6 separate regions of the Mus musculus genome follow, and all the other regions are linked to region 2. Evidence: chromatin contacts called from public Hi-C, HiChIP or PLAC-seq and promoter capture Hi-C data. All regions are on one chromosome and are shown on one strand. Each heading gives the region's core, a stretch centred on a gene start, on an enhancer-like site or on the middle of the called end of the contact. The rest is flanking DNA. Distances are from core to core; before and after follow the strand shown. Region 1 overlaps Immp2l (IMP2 inner mitochondrial membrane peptidase-like (S. cerevisiae)). Region 2 holds the start of Lrrn3 (leucine rich repeat protein 3, neuronal). Region 3 overlaps Immp2l (IMP2 inner mitochondrial membrane peptidase-like (S. cerevisiae)). Region 4 overlaps Immp2l (IMP2 inner mitochondrial membrane peptidase-like (S. cerevisiae)). Region 5 overlaps Immp2l (IMP2 inner mitochondrial membrane peptidase-like (S. cerevisiae)). Region 6 has its middle 41 kb from the start of Immp2l.

Region 1 (4,099 bases), core at 1,344-3,843, 290 kb before region 2:
AGTTCAGTTCTCAGAACCTTCACCGCAGCTAATAACCCTCTGAAACTCCAGTTTCAAGGCTTCTAACGCCTTCTTTTGACTTGTCAGCCATTGTATGAAGGAATTACATAGAAGTATATGCAGGTTAAACACCTGTACATATAACATTTTCTAAAAATGGATCTTGTTTATATATAAACAACATACAAGATAACAAAAGCAACTAGAACTTACCCTCAAATTGTATAATAGGAAATCTCTGTGTATAAATTAAAGATAGATTACAAAGTAGGGTCATTTTTCTATAGATACATAATTTTGGATAACTAGTGATGCTATCTACACTTGCTTATTTTAATTCAAGTTTAACAGATATTTTCACATACATATTTTTATGCTTGTTTCAGAACCTCTGGGTTTCTTTTATCATAATAGATGTGCCATTCCCATTAAATTTCAATGCAATTTGATGTGACTTCTAAAGATGTACTGTGAATTATCAATTAATTTTAATTGTATTATTGGAAGCTTTCTTTGATTTTAGGATTCAGGCTTTAGGGAAAAATCTTAGTTTTTGTCAGGACTTCCTTTATAATAAGCTGGATGGTATCTGGACATGGCAAAGGAAAGGAACTTAAATATTTACATTTGCTATTCTGAAAGTCAATAAGTGGATTGTCTAATTGTCTAAGAACAGATGTAAAATCTGAATTTTGCCTGTCTCAATGGCATGGCTTTCAAAAGGGCACAAAAATAAGTAAGTCTCAGTTAAAATAAGCATTATGTGGATGAATTTGCATTTATAAAGTTGACACAAAGCTTTGAACTGTACAGCCTCAAGTGATAGATTAGCATCACAGACATACATTAAAGCACTTAGCATAAAAACTACCCACTGTAAAATGGGGCAGAAACACATTAAACATTCTTATCAACCTCAAGTCCAAATGGATTACAATTCAGAACATATGCACAATCAGTTATGCAAAATCGACTCAACAATTTCTCCAATAATTTCCTACTATTTGGGGAATACTTTATTCTTATATTTTTGAATATGTTAAACAGGGAGAACAGAAAGAAAATATTTCAATAATTTATTTCTGTTTGTTTGGCTAGAATAGCAGACCATGAAACCTTCACGGAACCTAATTAGCTCCTCTACACTAGGATTCCAAATCTCTTGGATGCAGCATGGGCTGACCAGATGGTGCAGTATAACATAATGCATTTGAAATAGAGGCTGGAGTTCAGGTCTGAAGGCCACAGGATGACAAGGGCAGATTGCACAGTGAAAGTGATACATTCAACTGGAAGGCCCTGGGCTGGCAATCGCTGCTCTACTCTTTGCCAAAGGGCAAGCCAAAGCCATCTACTTGAAGCCTGAGGCTCTACCTCTGTATGTGGCAATGGACTATGCTTTTAACCTCTTGAGGACCTGAGGAGACGTGACCATGGGAGTCCGAGAAAACACAAAACAAGTGAAAAAGCGTAGAAATCTGTCTCCAAATTATCTGTGTTTGGTTAGGCCAAAAGTTAGGCCTGTCCCCTAAAATGCATTGTGTACAAAGGCATCTTCTCAGAAATCTTCTTTTGTTCTTAATTAATGAGACTGACTGGTTCACAATCTGCCTTATGACTATGCCTGATGGAACTTAATGGGAGGAAAGCTTAATTGCAGAAAAGCAATGGAAGAAATTCATTAGAGAAGGCTTGAAACCTGAAAATTATAGGCAAAGCCAGCTACCCAAATGGAAATTGAGCCATTTAAGATGTCTTAATTAGATTTAAAACCAGAGCTTAGAGAAACTAAATTAGCTCGATGGAATCAGGTTTTTAAAAAATCTTAGATAAAATGCATAGCTATTATTGGATTACTCAAGGTAGTCAGGACGGTTTTGTACTGATAGTTCTAAACCCAGCATTTACAAGTAGTTACAGCAAGAAGACAAAGGGGGGTGGGGGGGGGGCAGTGCTAGCAGGACATTTTAATAGTATTGCTTTTATTCCTAACCTTACAGGAGAACAACTGCTCTCCTGCCAAGTGTCTTAAAGAAATGCAGAAAGAGATAAGGACGGAGAAGATTAGTTTCAGCTTTGCTGGAAAGGAAATATAAAACAAAACAAAGACTCCCATGTATTTTTCATCAGAGTTAGAAATTTACATGAAACGGTTGTGATTCCAAGTGATGATAACACTGTTAAGGAGAGAGCCAGTCAGGCCCTCAGCACACTATTGTATTTACAAGATAAGAATGAGGATTAGAGCTAAGAATAGAGGAAATGGCGGAAGAGTAAAGTGCCTTAGGGAAGTACCACCCTAGGCCTGCCTCCCATCAGTCTTGAGTACTGGGCATGATGCCTCTGACACAGTGTGGCTACTGCATCTTAGAACACCACATACACCATCTTCTTGCTTAATAGAATCAACATGAATGAAGAGGAAGCAAAAACAAGGACGGAAAATGCCAATTATACACTGCAAGAAGCGCGCTGTAAAAAGTCGAAAGCTACCGGAGGTGACAGAAGGGACATGAGCTTTGAAGAGGGGCTCGGGGAGAACGAGGTGTCTAGGCTGAGACCTGAAGCTGAAAGAAGGAGCAGCGAGCGACTCACTGGCAAGGAAAGAATATTCCAGGCTGAGCTTTCGTATGTGGTCCTGGTCAAGGAAGATAGCTCGGGCAGGGCAGGGGACAGGCAGCGGACAGGAGGAGAAGACGGTGAAAAGAGCTGCTCAGAGTAAGAGAACAGGAGGAGTTCACTAGCAAAGCCAGAGAGAGCAGGTGCAATGGCAAGCTTGGGCAGGTGAGAGAAGAACTATCAGAAGTCAGTTCTGTCCTGCCACCAGATCTCCAGGGATCAAACTCGGGTGGTCACAGCAAGCACTGTTGCCTGTGGAGACATCTTGCCAGCCTTAGACGGATATTTTTGAAAGATCATTCTCACTATGGAGACAAGCTGTGGAAAGAGAAGCCCTTGGATTCTCAATACTTACTTGGTAGGTGCTGTATTCATTAAGTATTCACATTGGGAAACACTTTTTTTAGGCATCTCTTAGTTGCCAGTTTCATTGAGCAAGAAAGAAATGCAAAGATCAATACGGCTTAGAGTCTGCTTTCAAGAAATGTAACAAATTAGGAGATAAATATGATTTATCAGAAACAAATATTTGTTTGTAGGTGTGTGTAACACGCTAAATAAAGGAGAAGACAGGGAAACTTTACAAGATTAACACCGAAAATTGGCCTGGCAAAGACATAAAAAGAAAATATTCCAGGCAGCAGCAATTAAAAAATATTGCAGAAGACTATGGGATAGAAGAGAAACTAAAGAAGTATGGTGACTCTTATACCAGAGTGGAAAGAGGAGACCAGGAAAGGTAGGTTGTGCTAAACAGGTGGGGGCACACTATGAGTTAAGTCCTTAACTTAGTCCTCAGAGCAGGACGTTTGCTGTTAAGTTACAGAGTTCTATTACATGCTGACTGAAGACACCTAAGAGCCCTGTACTTAGACAATTAAAACAAGTGTCCCAGAAAGAGAGGCCATGGGACCAGGGGTACCATTTTTTCTATTTCCTTACTTTGTCTGGGAAATAGACCACCTTCTGGTCCCTCTTTCTATGTGGCTCTTGTTGCTGTTGTTGAATGTTTCCTTTAATTTCATGGTAATTTCTTCTTAGCAGGCCCTGTCTCTATAGAAACACTAGAGCTCAACACAGTGGTCAAATACTTCATTCCAAACTGCTGTCTCATTTCATGAGTCCCTTCATGCTTCTATGTTCTGAAAAATGCTTTCTCTCTAACATTCATATGTTAAAATATTATCACTAGTATAATAATGTTAGCCCTTGACACACTGATGAGACGAAAAGGCTGGGTTATGGGGACAGGGCTCTATTATCATGTGAGGGGCATGATTTCTGTACCAGAGCCCTTAGGGACCTGCTTTACCCATTTTCCACCATGTGATGGTACAGTGCTATCTATGAACATCAATCAGCATCCTCTGTCTGCTGGCAGCTTAATGTAAGACATCCTTGCCGCAGTAACTGTGAGGAATACCTTTCATTGTTTATAGACCACCGAGGTATTAGTATTCTATTATAGTGGCCTGAACAG
Region 2 (3,630 bases), core at 62-2,561:
TACGGTCATGGCGCAGAACACCGGTTTAAGTCACTTCAACGACACCTTAAGAAACAATTAGTGCTAATGCTTTTGCTTTTTGTTGTTATTCCCCCCTCCCCCAGTAAATCTAATAAATGCCATTTCCTTTTCCTCCACTAGAGGGCAGTCTATCAAAGCAAGGGGAGACTCAGATAAGGCAGCTTTGGACCTGTTGAAAATTGTTCCCATGTTCCACTCCTCTCAGGAGGTCTCTCTAGTATACTGTCTGGAAAGCATGCCCTTATATTCTTCTATTTGTCATGGTTGTTCTGGAGCTGAACACATGACCACGCTGGCATGATTTCTAGTCTAAATATTCCAAATGTTTTACATATAATTCCTATTGAAAACATTTTCCTAGTTAAGTAGCCATTCAGAGTTGATAGCCGTAAGTGCAAAAAGAGATAATTTAACTGTTCAGTCTATTGTAGAGGAAAGGATCCCTGAGTTATTACTAATAAATCATACATCTAAAACGCATACACAGGCGCACACACACACATACATGTACATCTGGATGCAGGCACAAGCAATGCCACATACAACACATGTCCGATGTGTGGCATCAGATTTGTTATACCATGTATAGATAAGTAGTTATAATTGGAAAAGTTTATTTTGTATATGCTTCTCCTTACATACCATTGTTGTGAGTATTGGAGAAGCAAATATTTGTTGTAATTTTAAGAAATGTCATTGTAAAACCTAAACAAATACGCAAACAAAAAATAAACCCACACACAAAGTACCAACAAGAAAAATGGAAAGAAGGAATGGAGGGAGGGAGGGAGGGAGGGAGAGAGAGAGAGAGAGAGAGAGGGAGAGAGAGAGGGAGAGAGAGAGAGAGTGAAAGAGAGAGAGAGGCTATTAGCTGCATGCACATAGGCTGATTTAAGTAGGATCTGTAGGGAAACAAACAAGGGGCAGGAGAGCTGCAGGCTGCAGGCTGAAATGTAAAGCCACTGCTGAACTTCACAGACAGGGAGGCAGAGTCACTATCAAGTATTTTTAATATTCAGGAAATCCTTGTTCATAAGTGTTTCCTGTCTTATCTCAGAGGAAATGAAAAACAGAAAAACAAAACAAACAAAAACCCCACCGTTTCTCCAAATGACTGATCACATTCCAAATGGGAGAACTTGTTGAAAAGCGCTGCACATTGCTCCAAAAGGAAAAGAAAAAACAGGAAAGAAAATGATTCCAAGGAAAAATATGCAAGCCTGTTTCATTTATTTGTACCCTAAGCAGCACTGTCATAGGACAGACAGGCTGCTTCAGCCAACCAGGCTGGAGCAGCTGCGAGTGCTACATCTTGGCAGTCTGAAGCGATTGGCTCCTCTCTGGGGAGTGGAGGGTGTTCAGTTATTAATGACCGCTGAGCAGGCAGCACCGTGTCAGTGTGACAACTGATCTGGTGAACGATGCACCACTAACCACCATGGAAACGAGGAGAAATAACGCCAGCTAGCAGGATCTCTCTTCACGGGATTGAGAGGCTCAGCCTGCTGCTGCCGGAGAGAGTTCCAGTCAAAAGAAGGAATCCTAGCTGCAGGCTCCTGCCTTCCTTTATATTTTAGAAAAAGAGAGAGAGAGAAAGAGAGACACCATTGCTTGCATGTGTGCATATCTATAGTATGTAATTGTGTGTACTTTATTACACATACATATGCACCTATTTATACTGGGGCAAGAAGACAGCCATGTGATTATTTCAGCCAAGGAACTGAGCAAGCAGGGGCACCGGAGGAGGGCTATCCCTGCATCTGCTAAGGCAAGGTAAGTTTAAAATATACCTATCTGTTTAAATGTTCCCTATTTCGTGTTTTTGTTGGTGCCGGAGTTTTTACACATCAGTTCTCCTTTGATGTTTTCCCCTTGTCTGAATTCTAAGGGCATTTTTCTTTGCATTTCACTTTTGAGTGAACATGCAAACCCCGCCGGCTCTGTGTGTGCCTAGCTGCGTTCGTGGGATTCTCAAGCAGGCATTTTACTAGCTTGAATGCCCATCAGAGGATGTGAGTGGGAGAGAAAAGCAGTGCCGGGGGAGGAGAGAGAGAGGAGGGAGAGAGAAGAGACGGGGACTGAGGCAGAGAAAAGAGAACAGAAGGACCAAGAGAGAAGCAGGGAGAGAGAGGGGAAGGAGACAGAGAGGCTGGCAGAGGAGGCAGCGGGAGAGAGGGGAGAAGGAGAGAGAAACAGAGGGAGATGGAAAAATCAGGGTCCTTTGCCCCCACAGCTCTTGTAACGAAAAGCAGATCACTCATATTTCTCTGTTCTGAAGCCAATGAGGCGTTGTCCCCCCACCCCCCAGCCCGCCCCAAGGGATGAAGATTTAAGGGGGATGCTGTAGTGTGTCAGGAGTGAAGGGCACCAGGCAGAGTAGCAGAATGAGCATATCACAAACCGGTATTGAATTTCTGCCAGGCTACATCTTCCCGATTGTGGTAAATGACTTCCCTTTAATAACATCCCATCCCCTCACTGCTCTGAGGGGACAGTGCAAGCGTCTGATTGCTAATGCAGCCCAGGAAGCTACCATGCTAGGGAAACCAGGAGATGAACCAGGAGAGCTCTAGTCACCTTTGGTAATTGAACAGCATCGCGGTAGTATGGCTTCAAAGTACATTTCCTATTTATGAAGACTGTTTGCTCTCACTGAGCCGGGTGGCTTAACTCGGCTTTAATTTATTCATTTTTAACAATATGTCCTTGTTTCTGTGCCTCTAATCTTAGTGAAAGCAGGCTATGATCACGAGTGAGAATCTTCCTAGTTTAGCGAAAAGGAGACCAGTGTGATAGATAGAAAAATAAGTACAAATTTAAAATACTTATCAGGAAAAGAGTGTGCCCTGGTACGACAAATATTACTTGTGCACTGAGTTCCTCATCCTTGGTTCCAGAAGCAACGCCTTTGAGACAGAATTACTGTCAGTCAACTCAGAGCGTCCATGGAGTGATGATTCATGGAATACTCTGTGGACCGATTTTTACTTCCAATCTTGTAAGAGGAAGCCAGCTACTTAGAATATGCTCTCAAAGCGACACCACCAATTGAGGGTGGCTGTGGAAATCTTCACTGCCCTGCTAATGGGTCCTGTGGAGACATTAAAACAAACCCAGGGTTCATATTTCATCTGCTGGAGCTTTCTCCTCTCTTCTCTTAGTTCAACTCACAGTTATCGGAGTCTGCTTTGAAAGTGGGTGCTATTCTTTTCCCAAACTGTGATTTCAGACTTACTAGGTTCCTAGCCTATGACAGATGGCAGAACAGAAAGACAATAAGCAGCCACTTAGATCCTGCCACCTTCCCATCAATGTGTCAAAAAAATGAGTCGGTTTACAATATGTAACGTAAGGAGTCAATTAATTCCAGCGACCTCTGTAAACGACGACAATAAAGCAGTCTGACACTCTGCCGCTGCCTTCGATTTTCCCTCTGTGAAATGAACAAGTTTCAGGAAAGGGTTCCTGCTCGGAGTGAAAAATGAAAGGGGCTGAAGCATTAGCTAGCAATATTGGCAGCCTGGCTCGCGCTGCCTCCAACGCCACATGCAATCTATACAAAAACCACAATGATTTATTACTGGGAGGAAAGCTGTTGCATTTGCT
Region 3 (4,022 bases), core at 654-3,153, 290 kb after region 2:
GTACTCACAGAAGAGCTCCTAGAAGACTATTTCCTAAGTCTAGCTGAAAACGTATTAAGGACTATCTATGAAAAAAGGGAATTAGAGACGGTCAAAAGGTTAGCGTTGTGGAGGACGGCTGGACTGGCTCACTGGAAAGTGAGCAGGTGTCAATTCTGGGCAGAGATGTTTTTATATCTGGGTGCAATGTTTGTAAACACCCTCTGCAAATGTCGAGCAGTAAAAAGCAGAAATCCAGCTAGTAAAAGAGAACTGCGTTCAGCACTAGTAAGGGGATATGGATAGAGGCTATACAAAGGACACCTGGATCTTGGTGACTCAAAGCACTAGGGCTGCCACTCATAATGCTGCCAATGGTGGCGATTTTAATTTGCCTCTTTATCTTAGCAGTTTTGGTTGTAAGCTTTGCTAATGGTTTTAAATTATGATCAGAGACACACACAGGATTAGAACCTACAGGAAAATGCCTTCAAGGGCAGCCAGAGTGCCATGGGTCAAAAAGTTCTCATATCACACAGGCAAGCATGACAATTTGCTTCCACGGGTTTATGCCAAATTAATTCCTTCCCTGTTGCATATAGGAGCTCATAAATTCTGGTTGCTCTGCCCCCTGAGCATGAATGGCAAATCCTTGGAAGTGGACGAGAAAGGTAAATAAATGCATTTTTAAGTTAAGCAGTTCCCTTATGACAAGGATAGCCTGGACTTTAGAAGAGTATTTTGGACAAAATCAAAGTTACAAAGCACCCCTGTACCCAGACACACTTTTCAATAAAAACTAGAAAGAGAGATATTTATGGGAGTGTACTGTGTTTTCTACTCCGATTTATCCAAAACTGCTCTAAAAACAGGGACTATTTATTAGAATTAAGGCATAGACTAACTGTGAGCTTTGCAATGATCACCAACACTGTCATTTCCTCTGGGAGTTGGTCAATATAAGCAAACTCTTTTCCAGAAAAAGAAAGAGAGGGTTAGGGGCAGATAAGGAAATACTAAATTCTGTCAGGGCTAGATTTACTCTGGGCCTTCCGATGTTCATTTTCAGTAAGAACTCCATCAGGTCATAAAAAAGGCCAACATCTTCATCATAAAGACTTCAAATCATTTAAGAGAAGCTGCTCTGACCTATGCACGCACAAGGCAGGGCTTTAGAAATGCTCACATGCACAAGCTAGTGTCATAGGTGTCTAGGAATGAATACTGAGCAATGCAAATAGGAAACCTGTTGACAATGTATTTGCATAAATCAAGTGAATACTCCAGTAATAAATTCACATCTGACCCACTTACCTTTCCTGGTATTGATCGTTCTGTAGCTGTTAAGGTCAGGGGCTAAGCTGATGACAGTAAACACTTTGAAAGGAGAGAATAATATCCCCAGAGACTGACAAAAGAAGAAGAAAATAACACTAGAAAGGCCAAAAACTCTAGGCTATAAAATCCAAAATCAGAAAACATGGCAGGACTCAACGGTTCTACAGTGTGAGTTTTTCCAGTCTTGTCTGCTGTTATCCTTACATACGGCAAGCACATTGGTGAAGCATTACTACCAGGCTCTTTGCATATTTCACAAGTATTCAGGCAAGGAAACCATCCATACGAATCATTATTTCATAAGTATCCAGGCAAGAAAGCTATCCAGACAAATCCCAAAGGACAGTGAGATCTTGAAAGTCAAACAAGGGGAAGCATAAGGACAATAGCTTGGGTCATATAACAAAGGGAACAGGCCCTGAATTCAGCATGAGGCTCATCCTTTTAACCATGCTCTTCCCTCCTAGCTTAGCACCCAAGTGAAAAGGTAAGTGCTGCAGCGAAACATTCAATGTTTATCCAGTATGAGTCACAGCTATCTCAGAGTTCAACAAGCTTCTTAAAGAAAATCAGATAAAACAACTACCACTAAGACCAGGCCACACGTTCCCATCAGATATATTGAAAGACGATGTCCTGACCTAAGGAGAAGACTGGAGCACTCTCGAGGAAATGCTTACAATATCTGGCAGCATACAGGCTTTTGCTAAGCAGAGATGGGAGCTTCTCATGGACAGAATGACTAACTTACAAGAACCCCAAAATAGAAACAGTGACTGAGGACTTATCTCTTCCTACACTGGTATACATATTTGCCAAGCATAACAAATAGACCTCTTGAATGTTGTACAGATGAGTAAATCAGATCAAACAATACAAGGTTCTGAGTATGAACAAAAACTCAAAAAAAAAAAAAAAAGACTGTGTCTATAGAAACTGATTAAAATTTCAGTAGTATGGAGAGACTAACGATGCAGTTCCAGAGGGTAATTACCTTAGCCTGGGCTAATTCTAGCCCTGGGGAACAGTCATTCCTTGCCCATCTGTGTGTCAGTATCAGAGCACAGTCCAAGAATGGAGTCATGTTGAGAATTCTGCGTGCTTGTGGAAACAAACAAACAAACAAACAAACAAAACTCCAAGATTTGCATCTTGTACCTCAGTTTCTTCAAAACCCAGAATTGTTCTGGGAATGTGTTTTCTTGCTCCTCCCACATACAGTGGAGAGGAGTGCGTTTACTTCAGCTGTTGTTATTCATGTGTCTCTATGGAAAAACATGGTTTTTGCCAAGTGCAGCTTGTCATTGTGACTATACACTTGACTCAGGTGACGCTTCTTAACCCTCAGAGTGTAAATTGCACCATGCTCTGAATAAAGTTGCTATTGTGTGGGACTTCAGCCTGCCTCACTTTTATTCCCTGCTCTCCTCTGTTCATGCCACCAATGAGGGCTGAAAACATGCCAGAAGCAACCTCTGGTGAGTGACACATTAAAATCTTTGGAAACTATTACTTAGCAGACTACTAGTTTTCACCAATCCAAAAGCTAAGAACCAAAAGGCTGGTGGCCAACCAAAGTATTTTAAACTGTCCTTGATTTATGGCTTTCTTTGTTTTGTAAAATAATTAGAATTTTCTAAAACTGCTCCCATGTTGGAATATGGAACTTGGGGTCACCTAAATCTGTGTCCTAAGCCATGGTCATTCCATATGGTTCCAGAATAAATTATCACTCATTCCCTTTAGGATGACAGCTGTAGTTTTTCCATTGACATGATGAACCTATTTTTTAAAGATACACCCAGAAATAGCAACAGCAATGCTTTGAGACAGGGAGTCATTTGTAGCGAGGATAATACTTAATGTTTAGTCTTAATTATTACACTTACTTTCAGAGCTATTCTGTGAGGTATTTCTCTCATGGTCGTCTAAGGCACTGTGGTAGTTGTAATCAACAAATCGGAGCTCATAAGTCAGGCCTCCCTGTTTCACGTCATCTCTACTAAATAATGTTTCTATATTTCATAACTATTTTCATGATTTACTGAAGAATTAAACTAAGTAATATTCAATCATATTAACAAATTGATATTTACAAAAATTCTGTAAGCAACAAATCAGTGGTTTTGTTCATTAGCACAAAAACTATGAAGCCTGTGCTTATTAGTTTTTGCCACATGAGACAGTATAATATCAACTCTTTCTGAACTATGGTAAAAGTTAATGCAAATGTATTCAAGGCAACAACTGAGAGACTCTGATCTCTACAAATACAAGTCAGTGAACACTCTCATTTGTAGTTATTTTGCATGAGAAATAGGTATATAATTCCACAATAATATAAATTATATCCTAATCATTGTTACAATAGATCTTTCCAGACTTATGGATATTTAATTAAAATGATATTTATCAGAAAGTTAATGAGACTATTTTGAAATCCATTTACTGAAAGGCTAATGAGACAGTAGAATGCAATCTGTTTATTAGCTGAACAAGATATGCAACATCTGTACACAGGAAGAGAGGACCGTAAGTCTCCGTAAAATATCACCAAGAGCTTCCCATAACCCTTGCTTTAGTAAAAATCCCTATTGGAGCTAAGAAAGACCAACCATACACAGCACCATTTTCCACTTCGAAGTACAATCTAATCAAGAAATTCCCTTGAGTGCATAGATTACATATCCATTATGAAACATGAT
Region 4 (3,888 bases), core at 279-2,778, 430 kb after region 2:
CCTTGAAGGCAAATCTTGGGAAGCTGATTAAATAGTCCGCTACCTTTACTTAACATTGCATGCTTGATACAGAAAACTGTAAGTCTTTACCATTAAACTGACATATATCTAGATACTAAGACACTGACATACTCAATTTTGAGTCAGGAATATTTAAAAGCAAACTATGTTTGAAGCTATGCTTCAAACTAACTGGCAAAAATAAAAACACTACTGGAAAGCATCTAGGACGGAGAAACGCAACAACGCTTCCTGAGTTCAGGCTAGGGCAATCTTCAGCTTGCCCACTCTGCCCTCAGCACCAGTGAAAGGGCAGAACTCGCCCTGCCCATGTGGCTCTAGACATAGTAAATAGAAGAAGCATCAACAGAGGTCAGGGCGGTAAGATGCTGGTGTTCAGACCATGGGACATTTACAACGGGAACACATCTCATGTGAGAACAACTTGCCTAGCAAGCATGAGGAGGCCCAGAGTCTCGGCCTTAGCGTCTCTCCCTTACAAACAAGAAACACAAAGGGCAAATCATCCCACTGGTCCCAATACCTTTCTTTATGGAAACCCATGGGATTTGAGGAGATTGAAGGCATTCATGCCAGGCATGGTGATGCACACCTTTAATCCCAGCACTAAGAAGACAGAAGCATGAGGGTCTCTGTGAGTTTCGGACCAACCTGGTCTACATAGCAAGTTCTGGGACAGCCAGGGAGGGCTACACAGACCCTGTCTCAAAGAAGGGGAGCAAAGTACTCATATGCATTTTAAAGCAGACATGAACACGCAGGCACGCACACACTCATAAGCACATGAACACAAAGCACACCTTCTAGTTGGTATAACACCTAATAAACACTGGTGTAGTTTGATTATGGTGCTGTATTAAACATTCTGACCAAAACCAACTCAGGGTAGGAAAGGGTTTATTCCGGCTTACAATTCACAGTCCATGACCTTTCAGGTGACTCTCGAATATATCAAGTTGACAGTTAAAGTCAACCCAGACAAATACAGTGAGAGTTGGTTCTATTTTGGCCCCTCCCCATTCCAAAAGTAGACAAACCAAGTACACTGATTATCGGTCAACTAATAAGGACCAGGGAGTGTCAGGTATATGTTTGCTTCTGTTGTGTTTTGAAAGTATTTTTAAAAACACACTTCAAACCCAGCGCTTAAGAGGCAGAACCAGAATAATTACCATGAGTTCAAGGCTCGACTATGCTACATAGAAAGTTCAAAAGGCTAGTATAAGCTTAAAAAGGGAAATTCTGAAAAAGCAAAAACAAAAAACAAAAACCCATAAATAAATAAATAAATAAATAAATAGGAAGGAAGGAAGGAAGGAAGGAAGGAAAGAAGACATACCTGTGACAGACTAGACAAGAATAAATCAGATCACTGTTGTTCAGAGGCAAGAAAAAGGAAATAAAGGCTAGAACTGTGACAAATAAAAACCACAATGTGGCAAGCTGACAAAGATAAGTGAATTATGCTATAGGTAGGAGACTTAAAAAGGACCATTGTAGCCAGACACCACAGCGAGCATCGCTAACCCCAGTACTTGGGTTAGTAGGGACTAACAGATTCCTTGAGCTTGCTGGCCACCTGGCCTAGCTAAAATCAAAACTTGCAGGTTCAGTGAAAACCTTCTTTCAGAAAACAAGGGGAGCATGACCAAGTAAGATAGCCAAACTCAACTCCAAGTCTCCACACACATGCCCCCACCCCAACACATGCACACACTTGCAGAAGTCAATGTGTTCATTATGAAATGTCTGTAACTCTTCTAGATGTTTAACTCTTTCATTAAAATGGTAGAAATAAACTACAATTAAATTACATTCAAAAATCACATTCTTATGAACGAGAGGAAAACATAATTAGAGAAAAATTGTATTTGGGGTAGTGAGAACAATGGATGGCAGGCCTTTCAGAAACCACATAAAACAAAATCCATAACATTTCACTGGGCCTTCTAAGAACTGGCTCAAACCAGTCTCAACGTAAGACAGCCTCATCCTTGACATATTTACAACAAAAGCACCATCTCCAATTTCAGCAGCCAAAATGCTATAGATTCCGAAAAACAATTTATTACAAAAATTAGTAGGGCTGTCAGTAGCTTTTTAGAGAATGAAAAAAAAATCCAATTAAATGATAACCATTAGCAAAGAAAAGCTTGGTAAAAACTTTAAATTTCAATAATCCACAAGTTTGAATTTTAACACTGTGATATCTTTTTCTAATTTAATGCAGAAAGAATAATGCAGAAGCAAAAGGCAATGTGGATTTTAACCCAACAATGTTAAATATAAATATAGGAAGTGAAACCAGCCAGGTATTTACCCACAGCCCAAACAAAGCAACTGGTGGAGGAGTTTGGACTAATTTCCTCATAAACATATTTATTCATAAAGCTATATTTTTAATTAGGAAAGAATATTACTTCACTATTAGGAATACTTATAAAATAACATAAGAAAATAGAGCATTATTTATTATTTGGGTCATATTAAAATGTGCTTTATAAAAACAAAACATAATGAAAACAATCACTCATCTCAAGTTAAAAAGAAAAAATTCAACAGTTAAAAAAAAAACCTGCTAAGAAACAGGGCTAGCAAACAGCTCAGGAGACAATAACAGCTAGTTGACCTGAGTTCAAACCCCAGGAACCCACATAAGGGAAGGAAAGAACACACTCTCTACACACTGTACTCTAACCTCAACTCCTATGCTGTGGTACGTGACCCTCCACACACAAATAAGCAGGAAAATGAATGTAATTTTTAAAATGAAAGAAGTAAGATTATAAGGGAAAAAAATGAGACAATAGTCAGAACCTAGAAAGGACAGACACAAGATAAACAATCTTCCGCAGTGTAAGGGCAACGGGAGACACAGAAACAGGAGAGAGAAACAGGAGACCTACGAGGGGCTCTTAAACCAGCTCCCTGCCTAGCTCACACTTTCTCACTCAGGGCTCCTGGAAGTTTGTCACAGCAGGGAACTTAGGTTATTTTGGGTCCCAGGGATTCACTAGGGATCAACAGTGGGTACAGCAATCGTTTTGTCTGTGTTTTGTTTTGTTCTGGAAGATCTTGTCTCTAGGGCTGGGGAGACAGCAAGTAAAGCCTTGCCATGAAATAGCATGACCACAGTTCAGATCGACAGAACCCAGCAGGCATGGCAGGCAGCCTTCATGGGCAGGAAGGAGAGATGGCGCCTCTTGGGTGAACTGTCTCCTCTGACAAGAAGGAACAAGGAGCTGTGAGTTCATCAAAAGATTCTGCTTCAATACATGAAGTGAAGAGAAACTATGATATCTATTGTCAACTATGGACAGTACCCAGGTACCCACATGTCCAACTGCATACACATGTATGCATACACAAGTAAACACTCATGCACTATACACACATGCGCACGCACAAACACACACACACACACACACACACACAACATAGTTCCACGTTTTCATGTAATCCTATACTGATTCATACTCTTGATGTGTCAAAATGTTACTTGCTTTATTAGACTAAAATGTCTAAAAGTATATAGAGTGTATCAATTTTAGTTTTTAACCAGAAATAAGTGGAGGGTTTGATCAGTGTTTTGGGTAGAGCTTTGGAGGAAGGCTTCTCAAATCCCAGACCACAGACCCAGCTGAGAAATAAATGTTTCCCAAACAAGGAGGGACTGGAAAATGTCATGAAATTTGCAAAGTTTCACCAGCCTGGGACTGCTAGGACTTTTCATAAAATGAGAAATATCAAGATTAGAAACACAAACTCCTGCAGCAGGGAAGGACATTAGGGTTCTGATTAGTCTGTCAAAAAGAAAACCTGTCCAAAACCTAGTTGGAAGATTTGGAAAGGTGCCCACGGCCCGTC
Region 5 (3,708 bases), core at 1,144-3,643, 320 kb after region 2:
TCTACATTCATACTCCTCAGTGTGTTGGTCAAAGTGCTTTAGAAAACAAAGGATATAATTGTTCAGTGAAGATAATTAAGACACCAAGGAACCAAGTTCAGTGCATACAATTGTAAATGGCTGCCACTAAGAACTAGGGTGTCAAGGGTACTCAGCTGAATTACTGAGAGTCTTGTAGCAGAAAGGATTTACACAGCCCCTGCTGTAGTGACAATGAAAAATTTTATTTCTTAATGATCTCATTTAAAACACATTAGATTTGACAGACTATAAATGCATTCAAATACAATAGCACTCAAGGAATACTAATTATGGCTGCCTTCTTTCACAAATAACAAATGACTTTTGAACACACCTCTGAAAAGTTTTAAATGCCTTTTTGAACTCTCTTTCCATTTAAAGATTACACTCAAGAGTCAATGGAGACAAAAACACTCAGCTATTTTGATGAGGAGATGGAAGGAGTCTACCATTTGTCCATAAACCCTGGGATTTGGAAAAAACCAACACTTCATTCACAAGGGCCCTACACTCTAAAAATAAAATTTATTCTAAATTTTCAAATTTTACAAAGACAGTATTTCAAACAGCAGCCCATAATTCCCTAAAGTAGTGATGTCAATTCGTATTTCTTAAATTAATTCAGTGACCTATGATAATGTGAGTTCTTGATACATAATGTCTGTCAGTAGGCAATGCAAAACTTTCAGAACCACTTTTGGTGTCTGAACAACCACATACAGAGACACAGACATGCATACACACACACACTCACATATACTCACACATATGTATGTGTGTATGTGTGTGTGTATGTATGTATGTATGTATGTATGTATGTGTGTATGTATGTATATATATGTGAGTTTCTTAATTCCTACTTCACATCACATCTATTAGGCATGATGATATAAGAATAAACATTAAACCAGCCATACATTGTCCAAACAACTCCACAAATGAAATACAGATATAATCAAAGCTCCTGGAAATATCTAAATACTCATCTGTCTGCGCTGAGACAGAAAACTATAAAATGCCACTCACCAACAATGGTTGAGTTGTTTCATGTATACATACACAGTGGACTTTTAGCCTTATGAGAAAATGTGCAGTGGTATTCCTTCACAAAGATTTATTTCAAAGACCTCAAGAGAAGGGAACTCTCAAGTTTTCCCTGAACTCTTCCCTTTACATTGTGCCAAGTATGTAGAGGTCAGCAACAGATACAGAACATGAATGTTTATACACAAAAAGCTCCAACTTCATCATTTGAGCAAAAGGACACAAATCAGATGACTTCTCAGGAAAGCACACTGGAAAACCCACCTAAACCCTGTGACAGGAATTTCACATTCAAATGTCTAATGAGTTGGGAGCATTTTATACAATATGTCTCCTAACTACAGAGAGTGGTTGTTATACTCAGAGAACTTCCATGTGTAAGAGGGATTAGAATATTTCCTGTCTGGAAATTTATACAAATTACTAGGCACTTAGGACATAGGCAAAGTGAGGAGAAACACAAATGATAAACTCGCCATCCTCTTGAGTTCTCAGCCTTGTATCCATTAGTCATAGTAAAAATCAGAGAACAAACATTCAGCCCCGCGGCTTCATCTCAGATTCCTGTCTATATTCCTGACCTCTAGGTATAAATGAACCTTAGGACCAAGCTAGGGTTTGGGTCTCCTCTCTCTGTAGGCACTGCGAAAGTCACAGGTCACTAAACTGTTGTATGCAGGTCAAATCTAGCCCATGATCTAGAAGCTTTTGTAAATCATCTTTTATTGGAAGGCAGTCCTCTTAATTACTACCTAGAGCTCCATTCACAACAGATAGTCAAACCTCAGAAGTCTGAATTTTATTGTCATTGTGTTTCAAATCCTTCACAGAAAAGGCATGCTACCTCCTAGGTGAGTTCTCTTAGAGCAACAACTTCAAGGACAACTTATATCCTGACAATTCCCCAGGTGCTGTCTTGAGTCCTGCCCCTGACTGTGTTCCAAACTGTCAAGCCACAGCCATTCTTGAAGATCTAATAGGCACACTGATCTAACACATCTAAAACAGAAAATCTCATTTCCTCTCACCCTTCCACTATTATGCCTCTGGAATTTCAATTCACACAGTTGCCTTTGTGAATTTACTTTGGCCAAAAACTTGAGAATGTCCCTGGACTTGTCCCTTATTCACAGTTTCTATACCAATTTAAAACAACAACAACAACAACAAAAACAGTATCTTCAAAATATTTATCAAGGTCCCTGCTACTTCCTAGTTGTTTGTTACTTTCCAACTCAGGCCCTGCCATTTCTCACCCACAGTTACTGTGAAAGCCTTCTCATTGGCCCTTTGGTCTGTCCTGAGCCCCTTGCTCTCTGTTGCTAGCATGAGCAGGAAGCTCTGCTTCTGACACCACATCAAAGGCTTGGCTCTCTCAGATCACCCTGCGCCCTTCTCTCACTTACAGCTCTGCTCCCTCCACATGTGCCTCCTTCTTGCCTAATGAATAAATCTCTTCATTCACCTTTGTGTCTAAAAGACTCTTTCCACAGACATCTAATTGGTCCAGTTTGTCATACGAGCATCCGTTCAAATAGCACGCCAAGTTAGAGGTCTTCCTCACTCCCTCTCTACTTCAATGACTCACATTCAATCTACATCCTGCTACTGTTGGATCCACAGAAATAGATCTGGCTTTGCATTCATTGTTCTGAGTTGAGCTCTCAGAGCACCTCCAATTGGAAGATGGAAGCAGGCTCAAGAGAGGGAGAAGCTGGAGCAAATGCACATCAAAAAGATAGGGACACAAATTTTAGAGAGGAATAAATTTTCAGAAATGTTACCACTGAGAAGAGGGGGCTAGGACTTTGAGCCCAAGTGTGAATGTTAGTAGATTCAGTATATCATCACAGAACAGTGAGACTTTGGGTAAGAATATGGGCTTGGGGAAAAAGGCGGGGGGGGGGGGGGGGTGTGAGCAAGCTCACATACCAGCCCACCTCATACACACAGTAAAATAGTCAGAATCAAAACAAAATGCCTAATGTTAGCAGAGATGTGGAAAATTAGAACCATCAGACACTGAGGGAGGAATGTGAAATCCCTTAGGAAACAGTTTGGCAGTTTCCTCATGAGTTAAACATAAATTTATCCCCAAACTCAGCATCTACACAACTACCCAAGAGAAATAAAAATATATGCTTGAGAAAAAAAATTATAAAAGAATATGGGTATCACTACTGTTCAGGTTACATAAAATCCTGAAACAAAACTATCAAATAATATATGTATTAATAAAATCAGATAGATTTATAAGTATGAATATTATTCAGCCATTAAAACGAACAAATCATAGATACATCATGGCTAAACCTCAAAAACAGTCTAATTATTAGAACACTAAAGACCATTACTCTATGCCTAAGGCATATTTGCTCTCTCTTTAAGCCAGTGGTTCTCAGGGTTCCTAATGCTGTGACTCTTTAATACAGTTCCTCATGTTGTAAACCATAACCATAAAATTATTTTTGTTGCTATAACTATAAAGTTACTACAGTTATGAATTATAATGCAAACATTTGATAGGAATGGTATCTGATATGTGACTCCCAAACGGGTCACAACCCACACATGTTGAGAACCACTGCTCTAAACAAAATATCTAGAAAGGTCAAATCTATTGAAGCAGTTTGCCACTAGTTG
Region 6 (3,678 bases), core at 636-3,135, 500 kb after region 2:
GCCTGGTTGAACTCAACTCCCCAGGCTTGGCAGGGGGCACTTTCTTTACACGCTGAGCCATCTCACTGGCTCACCATTTCTTTTACTTGCACTTTTTCCCCTGCTGGTGTGATGAGAGAAAGCAATTAACATATGAAGGAAGTCAGCTGGCAGAGGAAGACTGGAAGCCCCTGCCACCAGAGGTACACTCGCCCAACCCCCCCTCCCCTCCCCCACACAATAGCTTTTTGAGTCAGTCCTTTCCCTGCTCTCTCACCCATCACCATTCTTGATAATGTCTTTCTTTTATCTAATCAGCTACCTCTATTTCTATCACAACCCCTGTGTCCCTGGCCCAGTTCTTGGTTCTTCTTATATCCAAGGGGGAAGCTACAGAGCTACACAGAGAGACAAACTAGAGTCTAAAGAGATAGGCCTTCTAGGTTTTCCTCCAATGTTTCTTTCCACTTGATTATACATTTGTCTGGCCACATTTCTACATATTTTTCAACAAGCCCAACATTAACATTAAACCAGTTTCCCTAGGTCTTTATGTCTTCACGTCTTAAGACAGTTCTATACGTCTGTTATGCTTTTTTCTTGCTAATTAACCTGTCACTCCTTATGGGGATGTCAGCTGCAGTCCACTTAATGGGTAAGCAAAACTATCATACCTTCCTTCCCATGGTATTGACCCCGTGGGTTTGATGACACATGAGATTGGAGATGCTAAGGAGAAGTGATGATAAAGAATTTAGAACTGAGAAATGGAAGGAGGAATAATGGCATTGAAGGGAGGGGAAGCAGATTTCATCAACAACTAGTAGCAGGGTACAATTATAGGTTTAGTTAACACATTTGTTCCCCAGTTCTATGTCCATGTGGAAACAAAAGAAGAAAAGTTAACATCATTGAGGGCTGGTGATTTTAGTCTCTAAGGGCCAATAAATATCCAGAGACCAAGTTTGGAAAGAGTCATTAGCAGTGCTTTGATTTCCCATTTGCCTCAGTAGCGAATTTAGTAACACTTTCTAAACTGCCCTGTGGATTACTGTCTATTAGTGCTTTGTTTTTAATATGAAAACAATAAGCACTAAGTACAGTGTACTGTTTTCTTGGTGCTTCTAATATAATTTGTTCATATTGGTCTCACATTTGTCCCACTACGTTGTCCTTGGCATTTGGTCTCCCCCTCCAAATGGTGAGCTTCTTAGTGGAATTTTAACCTCCTAGCATGACCGTCAGCAGCTAATTAATTTACATAATAGCTATCTGATGAATCGAAGTAACAATAGTGGTTAAAAGCACAGACTCCATGACTCCAGCTGCATATGCAGCAGAGGATGGCCTAGTCAGCCATCAATGGGAGGAGAGGGCCTTGGTCCTGTGAAGGCTCTATGCCCCAGTGTAGGGGAATGCCAGGGCCAGGAAGCGGGTGTGGGTGGGTTGGTGAGTGAGGGGTGTGTGTGGGGGATAGGGGGTTTTGGGAGGGAAAACCAGGAAAAGGGACAACGTTTGAAATGTAAATAAAGTAAATATCTTATTTATTTCATTTATTTATTTTTTAAAAGCACAGACTCTAGTGCTGGGCTGCCCTGGAGAAAGCTCAATTCTACCTTTTATAAGCTTTGTGACCATAAGCAAACTGGTGAGTTCATCTGTGACTGTGACTCTGTTCCACTATCATAATGAAGAATAATAATCCTCTTGTCTTAGTCAAGTCAGGATAATATTATATGGGTGGCTAAGACAACAAACAGATTTCTCATAGCTCGGGAGACTGTTGAGTCCAAGGTCAAGATGGCAGCAGAGTCAGTGTTATTCAGCTTATGCTAATCAGCCTCCTTCTCACTATATCTTTACCTGCAAGGATTTTGTCTTTCTGGTGTCTTCTGTTACAAAGGCACTAACCTCACTCATGTGGGCTCCACCCTCATTACACATTCCTTTAATCCCAGTACTCAGGAGGCAGAAGTAGGTGGATCTCTCCAAATTCAAGGTCTGCTTGGTCTACATAGTAAGTTCCAGGAAAGCCAGAACTATAAAGAAATCATGCTCAAGAAAAAAATTATTTGCTTATAGGCAAAGAAATCCCATAAGAGCAAGAACCTTGTCCGTTGATTTTTTTCTCTATCCCATGCTTTACACAGACCTATACACACTAGAGACTAGTAACCCATTATTAAAGGGATAAATTGATGAGTGATTCATTTTACCTGTGTAAAATCCAGCTGACGTCTTTCTCATGCACCTAGCATTGAAATTTCTGGTTCAGAGTTAAAGAAAGCTAAAGTGTAGTAACAATAGAGTTTCAGGCAAACCTGGGAAAGCATGACTGATTCCCCGGCATTCCTGGGGCTAAATACCGGGTATAAGCTAATACCTTTGCTTCTGTGACCTTCTGTCTCTGCAGTGTCCAAGGGGGCAATTCCAACTGTACACCTTCTGTTCTGACTTTGATTTCCTATACTACCTGTTCTCCAGGGCAATTACAATATAGGAATAACTAATAGCAGTATCTCCTTAGAGAAAGATGGATCTACTCGCTCGAATAAAGTTCAAGGTTATTTCAGATGAATTTTTCTTGTGTGCCGTTTGTAGAGCTGAAGAGTCCATGTTAAAGACTTGACTATTTTGAAGTTCATCTTCTTATTGAGATGCAAGGATTTATGGAGCTTCATGGCATTAAGCTATGTCAAACTAGGGCTGCAGAGGTGGCCCAGGGCTTAAAAGTGAGCACTGCTCTTATAGAGGGTCTGAGTTTGATTCCTGGCACCCTCCTTCAGGCAGCTCAAAACTGCCTATGACTCTACTTCCAATGGGTCTAACATCTTCTGGATTCCTTGGGCACATGCACCTACACATATACACGTGATGAAAGTAAATCTTCTGAAAAACATTTCAGAACCTCTGTGTTTAACATAAACATAACATATAACATGCTTTTGTTCCACCGTCCTTTCATGTATTTGCCCAGTAAGGACAGACTCCCAGGAGATGTATATAAGCATTTTAATCATTTCTAACTTGCCATCTTCTGCTATTCAGGGCGCTGCAGTCAGGAAGGATAGGATCACTTTTCTATTTCCTTAAGGTCACCAAGGACAGACAAGCTCAAGACACAATGTATTTGTCAGGAATGGTGAGGTGGCAATGACAAATCTGCCCTAGGCTCAGCTCATTTTACTGAAGAATGTGTGTCCCCTTCTGACATTTATCAAAAGAAATTCAATTTCATCAAAAGAAGGATGTCAAATAATAGTCCATTGCTTACACTCATTCTGCTACTGTTAAAAGGGCTGATGGGGGCAAAACAGGGGGAAAGGAAGATGGAAGAGATTGTTATTCTGGCAGGAAACAGGGGGTAGGTCAGAATAATATACAGAGACGTGAATACATTCGTGATTAAATCACCTGGGGTTTGAGAATCGTTTCAGTGGTCTGTCCTTTGGAATGCACGTTCCCATGGTCTTTGGATGCAAGGAATGACAGAGTGGGCTTCTTGTTGTCATTCGGCTGCACTTTTACTGTATCAGGGAGGAAAGTTAATGGAACCTGGCCAAACCCCAAAGCACCAGGAACAATGACATGTACCCTGCGGGCCAGCAATCAATATATCTTATAGTGATGATGAGATTTTTCTCTGGCAGAAAAGGGCATTCTGGATCAAAAAAGTAAACAAAGAAAACCAAAGTTATA

What was found. Promoter capture Hi-C pulls out the DNA fragments that hold promoters and counts their contacts. HiChIP or PLAC-seq counts read pairs in DNA pulled down with a chosen protein or histone mark. A called contact is a pair of places that touch in the nucleus more often than the background predicts.
Region 1: a contact with region 2 is called in a Hi-C map of the N1E-115 cell line, with 4 times the contacts expected there. The contact joins the enhancer-like site here to the promoter of Lrrn3 in region 2. A contact is called at or near these places in 3 of 484 Hi-C or Micro-C datasets (DN3 thymocytes, the N1E-115 cell line and cerebellar granule neurons) and 1 of 9 other capture datasets (liver).
Region 3: a Hi-C map of the N1E-115 cell line shows a contact between it and region 2, with 2.9 times the contacts expected there. The contact joins the enhancer-like site here to the promoter of Lrrn3 in region 2. A contact is called at or near these places in 4 of 39 promoter capture datasets (the C10 cell line, embryonic stem cells, hippocampal neurons and 1 more), 4 of 484 Hi-C or Micro-C datasets (the N1E-115 cell line, cerebral cortex, cortical neurons and 1 more), 7 of 115 datasets of contacts at active chromatin or transcription factors (the 230-238 cell line, SST interneurons, embryonic hindbrain and 3 more) and 2 of 9 other capture datasets (adipose tissue and liver).
Region 4: a RAD21 HiChIP or PLAC-seq map of pro-B cells shows a contact between it and region 2, with 4 times the contacts expected there. The contact joins the enhancer-like site here to the promoter of Lrrn3 in region 2. A contact is called at or near these places in 3 of 39 promoter capture datasets (embryonic stem cells, liver and pre-B cells), 1 of 15 datasets of contacts at CTCF or cohesin (pro-B cells), 8 of 115 datasets of contacts at active chromatin or transcription factors (the 230-238 cell line, bone marrow-derived macrophages, embryonic stem cells and 3 more) and 1 of 9 other capture datasets (liver).
Region 5: a RAD21 HiChIP or PLAC-seq map of pro-B cells shows a contact between it and region 2, with 5 times the contacts expected there. The contact joins the enhancer-like site here to the promoter of Lrrn3 in region 2. A contact is called at or near these places in 8 of 39 promoter capture datasets (the 3T3-L1 cell line, 3T3-L1-derived adipocytes, embryonic stem cells and 3 more), 2 of 15 datasets of contacts at CTCF or cohesin (the NIH/3T3 cell line and pro-B cells) and 3 of 115 datasets of contacts at active chromatin or transcription factors (the 230-238 cell line and large pre-B cells).
Region 6: a contact with region 2 is called in a promoter capture Hi-C map of embryonic stem cells, with 2.1 times the contacts expected there. The contact joins the enhancer-like site here to the promoter of Lrrn3 in region 2. A contact is called at or near these places in 14 of 39 promoter capture datasets (the 3T3-L1 cell line, 3T3-L1-derived adipocytes, the C10 cell line and 7 more), 1 of 15 datasets of contacts at CTCF or cohesin (large pre-B cells), 1 of 484 Hi-C or Micro-C datasets (olfactory sensory neurons) and 2 of 115 datasets of contacts at active chromatin or transcription factors (embryonic stem cells and large pre-B cells).

What each region holds. Positions count from the first base shown.
Region 1 is chr12:41,772,270-41,776,368 of GRCm38.p6, reverse strand. All of the region lies in intron 6 of Immp2l (IMP2 inner mitochondrial membrane peptidase-like (S. cerevisiae)), which reads right to left. Among named protein-coding and RNA genes, the nearest start is that of Gm40412, 170 kb to the right of the region's middle. Within about 2 kb of position 2,593, at least 2 of the 459 cell types and tissues checked have an H3K27ac peak or open chromatin away from gene starts, as enhancers often do. A contact at or near this core is called in the N1E-115 cell line, where this site is marked.
Region 2 is chr12:41,483,738-41,487,367 of GRCm38.p6, reverse strand. It overlaps Lrrn3 (leucine rich repeat protein 3, neuronal), which reads left to right and starts at 1,311. Exons shown (of 2, transcript NM_010733.3): 1 at 1,311-1,797. The region is part of intron 4 of Immp2l (IMP2 inner mitochondrial membrane peptidase-like (S. cerevisiae)); the gene reads right to left.
Region 3 is chr12:41,191,087-41,195,108 of GRCm38.p6, reverse strand. The region is part of intron 4 of Immp2l (IMP2 inner mitochondrial membrane peptidase-like (S. cerevisiae)); the gene reads right to left. Among named protein-coding and RNA genes, the nearest start is that of Gm25497, 160 kb to the left of the region's middle. Within about 2 kb of position 1,903, at least 5 of the 459 cell types and tissues checked have an H3K27ac peak or open chromatin away from gene starts, as enhancers often do. A contact at or near this core is called in the N1E-115 cell line, where this site is marked.
Region 4 is chr12:41,054,596-41,058,483 of GRCm38.p6, reverse strand. The region is part of intron 2 of Immp2l (IMP2 inner mitochondrial membrane peptidase-like (S. cerevisiae)); the gene reads right to left. Among named protein-coding and RNA genes, the nearest start is that of Immp2l, 32 kb to the right of the region's middle. Within about 2 kb of position 1,528, at least 10 of the 459 cell types and tissues checked have an H3K27ac peak or open chromatin away from gene starts, as enhancers often do. A contact at or near this core is called in pro-B cells, where this site is marked.
Region 5 is chr12:41,166,711-41,170,418 of GRCm38.p6, reverse strand. The region is part of intron 4 of Immp2l (IMP2 inner mitochondrial membrane peptidase-like (S. cerevisiae)); the gene reads right to left. Among named protein-coding and RNA genes, the nearest start is that of Immp2l, 140 kb to the right of the region's middle. Within about 2 kb of position 2,393, at least 39 of the 459 cell types and tissues checked have an H3K27ac peak or open chromatin away from gene starts, as enhancers often do. A contact at or near this core is called in the 230-238 cell line and pro-B cells, where this site is marked.
Region 6 is chr12:40,981,403-40,985,080 of GRCm38.p6, reverse strand. No RefSeq gene overlaps it. Among named protein-coding and RNA genes, the nearest start is that of Immp2l, 41 kb to the left of the region's middle. Within about 2 kb of position 1,885, at least 5 of the 459 cell types and tissues checked have an H3K27ac peak or open chromatin away from gene starts, as enhancers often do. A contact at or near this core is called in embryonic stem cells, where this site is marked.